2 separate regions of the Gossypium hirsutum genome follow, and region 2 is linked to region 1. Evidence: chromatin contacts called from public Hi-C data. All regions are on one chromosome and are shown on one strand. Each heading gives the region's core, a stretch centred on a gene start, on an enhancer-like site or on the middle of the called end of the contact. The rest is flanking DNA. Distances are from core to core; before and after follow the strand shown.

Region 1 (3,410 bases), core at 600-3,099:
CCTTTCTTAATTTGCATTTTAAATCATCCTTATTAAATATTCGATTAAAAAAAAGCTTTTAAGTTTTATCCAAAATTTCATTCTTGTTGAGTGTTTCTGTGTGTCTTTTAGATCGCGAAGCTATGTATTTATATGATATTATGTTCATAGATGTGATGTCATAGGTAGGTTCCATGCATGTTGACACGTACTTTACTCTAGGTCTAACACGTGTTTATACGATAGGGGTTCACCTATGTGATGGCGTGCAAACCCACATCGTGTGATCTCATGTACGAACTCATAGTGTTACATGAGCTTGAAGTGCGAACCATGTAGAATCTGACCCGTACTCAATCAGGTTATAGGTCGGTAATAATGAGTATCATAACAACATGTCCCCCACCTAGTTCGAAGAAGAGCTATAAAGTGACTCTTCTTGGAACCTGGTTCTATGAGACGAGAAGTAATATATAAGGAGAAGCTTACTGAATACGCTTTATAACTTAATCTGCAACATACACTTCGTTATGTGTCAATAGGGGGTATAGCTGTACGCAACTAATTATGTCTTTGTTCTCAGATATACGAATTGTTAAAGTGCAAAAAAAAAACCTTTTAAAAGGAGTTTACTTGAGCCCTAAAAATTACATTGTTTGAATTCGAGATTTTGGAAAAGAAACAATTGTTGAGAAGGACAGTTTCAGAGGTAATCTCCCTAATTTTTCCATCATTCTTTCGATTTTTTCTAGTTTTATTAGAACACCATGGCTAGGACTAGAGGAAGTGGTTGTGTTATTCAAAACATCCCCCTGCGACGCTGTGAAGCGAGTACTCCTGTGGACGTTAAGGCCTACGTTTGCATTACGAAAGTGGAATAAATGAATCACATTTTGGCTGCTTGGGGAATTCAAATGCCAAACTTCGCTTATGACTTATCAATCCCTGAAGGATTAAATCAGTTGAGTGACACCAACGGCGATAGTTTTTACTTCCATTGCACGTGATAGAGGTAGGTTTCCATTTACCACTCAACCCTTTTTTTTATGCCACATTTTCGACGAGTACAAGATAACTGGGGCAGTTATTTGGTTTTTCATGGTGGGTTGCAATGGTATACTTCTTCGAATGCAGCCGATGCAAAGAAGTGCCACTGATCGTTGTTTTTCAGAATTTGTATCAGTTGAATGTCTGCAATCGAGAGGGTTCGATGGGTTTATTCTATTTCTCTCCTTGCGAAGATGTGGAATCCATCATTACCAACTGGTCTTCGAATCTTCATCTAAATCACTGCAAGTACATAAGGGTTAAGTACAAGCTTAATAGTGGCTTTGACTTTCCAACCGAGTGGTCAATACTTGGTAAGAGTATATGTTTGAAGAAGCAAGGAATTATAACAGAAGTAGGTTGGGGAATATTATAGACTTCACAAAGGTAGTGTACTAGATTTGGAGGAAGTGCTAATTGTGATGAATGTGTTTAAGCACTGCTTCTTAAATCCAAGACCCAATGGATAGAGGTAAGCTGATGCTGATGGTGGTGCGGACACCGTGGGACTATTACCTGCACAATTCGCTTGGCCACATAGAGCTATTAATGAGTTAGGGTTTATACTCTTGAGGAGAGGAGAAGAGAATAACTTAAAAAATTATTTTTATAGTTTTTTTTGTAAATTGAAGTCTTGTCCATGGCCTTCAAAAGTAGAAAGTAGTGCGAACAGTGTAGAACTCGACTTAGACCCAGACCCAATCAAATTATAGATCAATAATAATAACTATCATCACTATTATTAATACATTCAATCAAATAAATCACAAATCAAGATAATTATGCTTTACATTTGAAATTAAAATTTTCGAAATTTGAATTCAGCTTGAAATAATGAATGTTGTTCTTTGAATTGAGGAAAAAAAATAAGATTCAATATGAAAAATCGATCTGAAAACCGAGCAAAGCGTTGTCGTGTCTACTTTTTAAATAATTTTTTAAAAAAAGCTCGTGCTTTCAAAAAATTCCAGCCTTTGCTAAGCTGTCTTGTTCGAACACCAATCCAACGCGTTTCTTTTTCCACAACAAAAAACACTTTCCATTTGCTTTCGTTGTTTTGATCTTTCCCTTTCCGAATCTCATATCTTTCGATGGCTCTGAACCAGAGCTACGATCTGTTCTTCATCTTCAACCTCTCACTCCTTTTCGCTCTCTTACCCTTCTCTTTCTCTCAAACCGTCGCCGATGCCCCATCACCCGCCGCCGATACTTGCAATGGGATCTTCTTATCTTACGCTTACACCTCCGGAACCAAGTTAAAACCAACGGATCCCAAGCACCAGCCGTACAGATTCGAGTCAGTCTTAACGGTGCTGAATAACGGCGACGAGAAGCTTAAATCGTGGAGGGTTTTCGTGGGGTTTAAAAACGACGAGTATTTAGTTTCAGCGTCGAATGCGGTTTTGGCTGATGGGACGAGCTTGCCTGCCAATGTTGGGAACGGTACCGTTTTTGCTGGGTACCCCATGACTGATCTGAAAACAGCGATTGAGACTGCCGGAGATTTGAATCAGATTCAAGTTCAAGTTAAGCTTCTTGGGACTCAGTTTGGAGTGGCGGCTCCTAGTGTTCCCTTGCCTGAAACTATTCATCTTGCTAATGATGGCTTCCTTTGTCCTAAGCCTTCTTTGCAAGGTAAAAAAACACTTGGGTAAAGTTTATATGTATATGCTTGATTTTTCCTTGTTGTTTGAATGAGATATAATATTTGAGTAGATTAGTGGACAGTGGAAATTTTTTATTCCTGTATGGTTTTTTAGTGGATTTGGTCAAGTTTCTATGTCTGGGTTAGATCAAAAGATGATCATATAATAGAGAGTGGGAAATGTTTCATTTCAAGCTGTTTTGAAAGATCAAAATTATGATTTGGTTGAAGTAAATCATTTGTTTATAATCTCTGCTACTAGGAGTTTTCTGTTGCTGTAATGAAATTCTTCTGTTGTTAAAGATTTTATTACTGGGTTTGTCTCCTTATGCTGTTTTTTTTTTAGTTATCATTTTCTTCCTTGGTTGGATAGGGATGGACACTCTTTGATCTTGATTCTAGTTCACCTCTATGGCTTCGATCTGAATTCAATTATAATGGTGATGTTGAGGAATGCTTTAGATTGTATGAATATGATTTCCATTTGCTGTTTTCCAGGTAAAAGTGAGATGCAAGTTTGTTGCACCAAAGACCCGAAATTCAAGACGAATGTTACGGTAGAGGATGAGTTCCTACCTCGGCAAAGTGGTGATCTTACAATTATGTATGATGTGACGAGAACGTACGACTCGAACTATTGGGCACAGGTTACTATCTCAAACCATAACCCCCTTGGGCGACTTGATAATTGGAAATTGAGTTTTGATTGGATGAGGGATGAATTTATATATACGATGAA
Region 2 (3,410 bases), core at 511-3,010, 220 kb before region 1:
GAGAAAACAAGGCAAAATACTCTTAGGATCTCCTCACAATGGGGGTGGACTGAGATCCAAAGGGAGCACAAGCAGTTTTGCACTTAAAAAGTTAAAATTACACCAAAAATAGCCAATGCCAAGAGTTCCCATAGACGATCAAATCTTATACAATTCCAACTAGTCATACAACTACTAGTAAAAAGCAACATTCAAGGGATTCAGAATTTAAATCCCAACATTTATAACTCTCCCTGTCATCATCTTTTGTGGCCACCTTTTTTTTTTTTTCTAAAAAAGACCAAACCTAAAGGTTAGATCAACCGGTTCATACAACAATCAGAAAATGCCAACATTTTCAAATCTTTCTGCGGTCTGCCTAGAAAATTCCACAACATATGCCTAAAACAGCAATCCTCCCTACACAAAATTCTGCCTAAGAAGTGGCCAGAATCAAGAGCAAATTCTTGAATGCAAAATAGGTTCGCAATTCTAATTTATGGTGCTAAAATATAATCTATGGTCACTTTTAGAACGTAATGTATAAACCATGACAATTCTTACAAAGAACTATTCCGGATTGAAGACTATCCTCAAAAGTCAAAAGGGAAAGTTATGATTCATGGTCTTTGCCTAAAACTAAAATTGCATAAAAAATAAAACCGTACTATGCCAGTAATCAACAAGTATACTAGGTAGGACATCATTACGAGAGTATGACCCTCCAAATACATGGGAGAAAATTGAAAAAACTTGTACAACACGTAGTTGTGTTTGATACCCATACCCAAAGCCAAGCACCGTAGTTTCTAGATTTCATTTACTTGGACCAATAGCTAAAAGCAAAACCCCAAGTCTACTTGGACTATAATGCTTAATAACACCTAACATAAATCACTTCAGATAAGAAAAGCAAATTATAAAATCCACTCAGCGTCATCCATGTTCATGCATCATTATATAGCTAAAAAGGATGAACTTTTCCAGGCCAAATCAATGAACTTAATACATGAAAATAATAAGAGAAAGAAACAAGGAAAAAGAACAGCGAATAAGCTCAAAACATGTTCATGATATTAATAAGCTCACAACTTCAGATCTTTTCTAACAAATATAATCAACAATCCCATAAAACAACAATATAAAAACTAAAGGAGCGTAAATTTAACACTAAATTCCATAGAAGATAGTAAAACAGCCCTAACTAGAAAAACTTTAATAAAGGATAATTTTCTTTTCCATTTAAATTTACTCTTCCTCAGCGGCAGACTCTCCATTCTTCTTGTTGTGCTTCCTTGCATACCTCTGGTTCCTCAAGAACTTTGGATCCATCTACACATACAAAAACAACAACAACAACAACAAAACCATTTGTTAGATAAAAATCTTAAGTTAACTCAAAATTCGATCGGAAAAAGAAAATAAAAATGATACCCCTTTGGTGGAAGTATGGCGTTGACTCTTGGGTTTCTTGATGCCATTCTTGTGAGCCTTGTAAGACTGATTGTGAGCGGTGTGGTTCTTTGACTTGGCCATATCTGCTCAACCCTAATCTGAATCAGACCCAAAAAACCGCTGTGTAAAATTGATCCTGTAGAGAAAAGAAGCGATTTTCAACTGAATAGAAATGGATTTAGAAGCTAACCTGATAGATATCAAGATGCGGAGGCACTCACTAGGGTTTTTGGATATTGTTATATATTGGGAAGGTTTGAAACCCTAATTTCTTAATGTTGGAAGTTGAAAGACGAGAATGCCCCCGAATTGTTTATTGATAGATGGGTCGGGTTTTACCCATTTCGGGTAATCAGATAAACTCATTTATTGGACCTCATTGCGGGCTTCATTAAATTTTATCAAAGCCCAAATTATATTTTTAGATAAAGCTCAAAAGGAAAATATAATTTTTTAAATAAATCTACTAGGGATAATGGCATAAATGATCCCTTAACTATAACAAATATTTGAATATGGTATATGTGCTTCTTCTTTTTTTAATTAAGGATTGTTACTTGTAAGTTGCAAGGGCATTTTATTAGTGTCCACAATTACAAAGTCATGAATTTCGTCAAAGTAATCCATCTCAAACCGTACATTGTTATCACTATTAAAACCTATGCGGCTTAAGCAATCCGTTACTCTATTGGTCAAACATGTTACATACACAAACTCGATGTTTAGAAATGTTACTAAAATTCATTGTTTTCTTTCAATCATCGGTGTCTAACAATCATTTTTGATACATATCCTATGGTCAGAGGAGGAGCCAGGGAAACTAAGTGGAGGTCCGAACTGACTAATGTTGAAGAATAAGCGGATGAGTTGTGGTTAGGGGTGAAATGCCACTCGAACCCGAAGCTACCTGGTTCCCCCCGAAATGTGTTGAGGCGCAGTAGTTGACTGGACATCTAGGGGTAAAGCATTGTTTCGGTGCAAGCCGTGAAAGCGGTACCAAATCAAGGCAAACTTTAAATACTAGATATGACCTCAAAATAACAAGGGTCGAGGTCAGCCAGTGAGACGATGGGGGATAAGCTTCATCGTCGAGAGGAAAACAGCCCGGATCACCAGCTAAAGCCCCTGAATGACCGCTCAGTGATAAAGAAGGTAGGGGTGCAGAGATTTGCACTCAAAGGTAGGGCATTTCCCATTTTTATCTGAACTTTTGTACTATAAACAATGGTATCTCCAATTATAGCCGCTCTGCGATGTAAAATATATCTCTTCTCACCATCCTCATAGTGTATAAGACAAATTTATGCATTTTGATTAGGGTCATATTCTATGGTTACAATTCTACCATATATGTATTTCTCATTTCATCGAAAAACCTTTTTACAGTATAGACGCTTATGACCTCCCCCTTGGTTATATCAAAATTCAAGAGCAACAAAAATTTTGGTTTACCATGGGTAAGGACACTATTGCTGACATAATAACCTCTATACGAAATGCTGATATGAATAGAAAAAGAACGATTCGAATAGGATCTACTAACTGTTGCGGAAGCGACGATAATATTAATAACAATATTATCAGAAATATTTAGATAATTATTATGCCAACAATTATACTAAGAAAATTCCCAGTTAAATTGGAGGGGTCACAATGGTCCCGCTTAAAACCCAACAACTAGACAGAACTCACTTAGATATTTATAGCAATAATAACTAAATAAATATAACCAACATAAAGCTATTAAATAAAAGCAAACAAATAAGAAATAAAATACCAGAGTTTTAACGAGGTTCGGCCAATTTAGCTTACGTCCTCGGACACTACCAAATTAATATTTCCTCTAGAAATATTACAAAGGAGAAGATTTTGGGATGATACAACCAAAGGGGGAGGGGTTCTATATATAACAAACCAAACCCCCTCCATTTCTATCTTTTCCTAATGTGGGATATTGCCAATATTCAACAAATCTC

The links. A called contact is a pair of places that touch in the nucleus more often than the background predicts.
Region 2: a Hi-C map of leaf shows a contact between it and region 1, with 2.6 times the contacts expected there. The contact joins the promoter of LOC107938650 here to the promoter of LOC107933235 in region 1. A contact is called at or near these places in 4 of 34 Hi-C or Micro-C datasets (all in leaf).

What each region holds. Positions count from the first base shown.
Region 1 is chrA02:7,856,583-7,859,992 of Gossypium_hirsutum_v2.1, reverse strand. It overlaps LOC107933235 (COBRA-like protein 7), which reads left to right and starts at 1,849. Exons shown (of 2, transcript XM_016865391.2): 1 at 1,849-2,661; 2 at 3,170-3,410. The coding sequence starts at 2,118.
Region 2 is chrA02:8,080,633-8,084,042 of Gossypium_hirsutum_v2.1, reverse strand. LOC107938650 (60S ribosomal protein L29-2) reads right to left here and starts at 1,760. Exons shown (of 3, transcript XM_016871872.1): 1 at 1,625-1,760; 2 at 1,414-1,532; 3 at 1,032-1,311. The coding sequence starts at 1,515. The coding sequence ends at 1,228.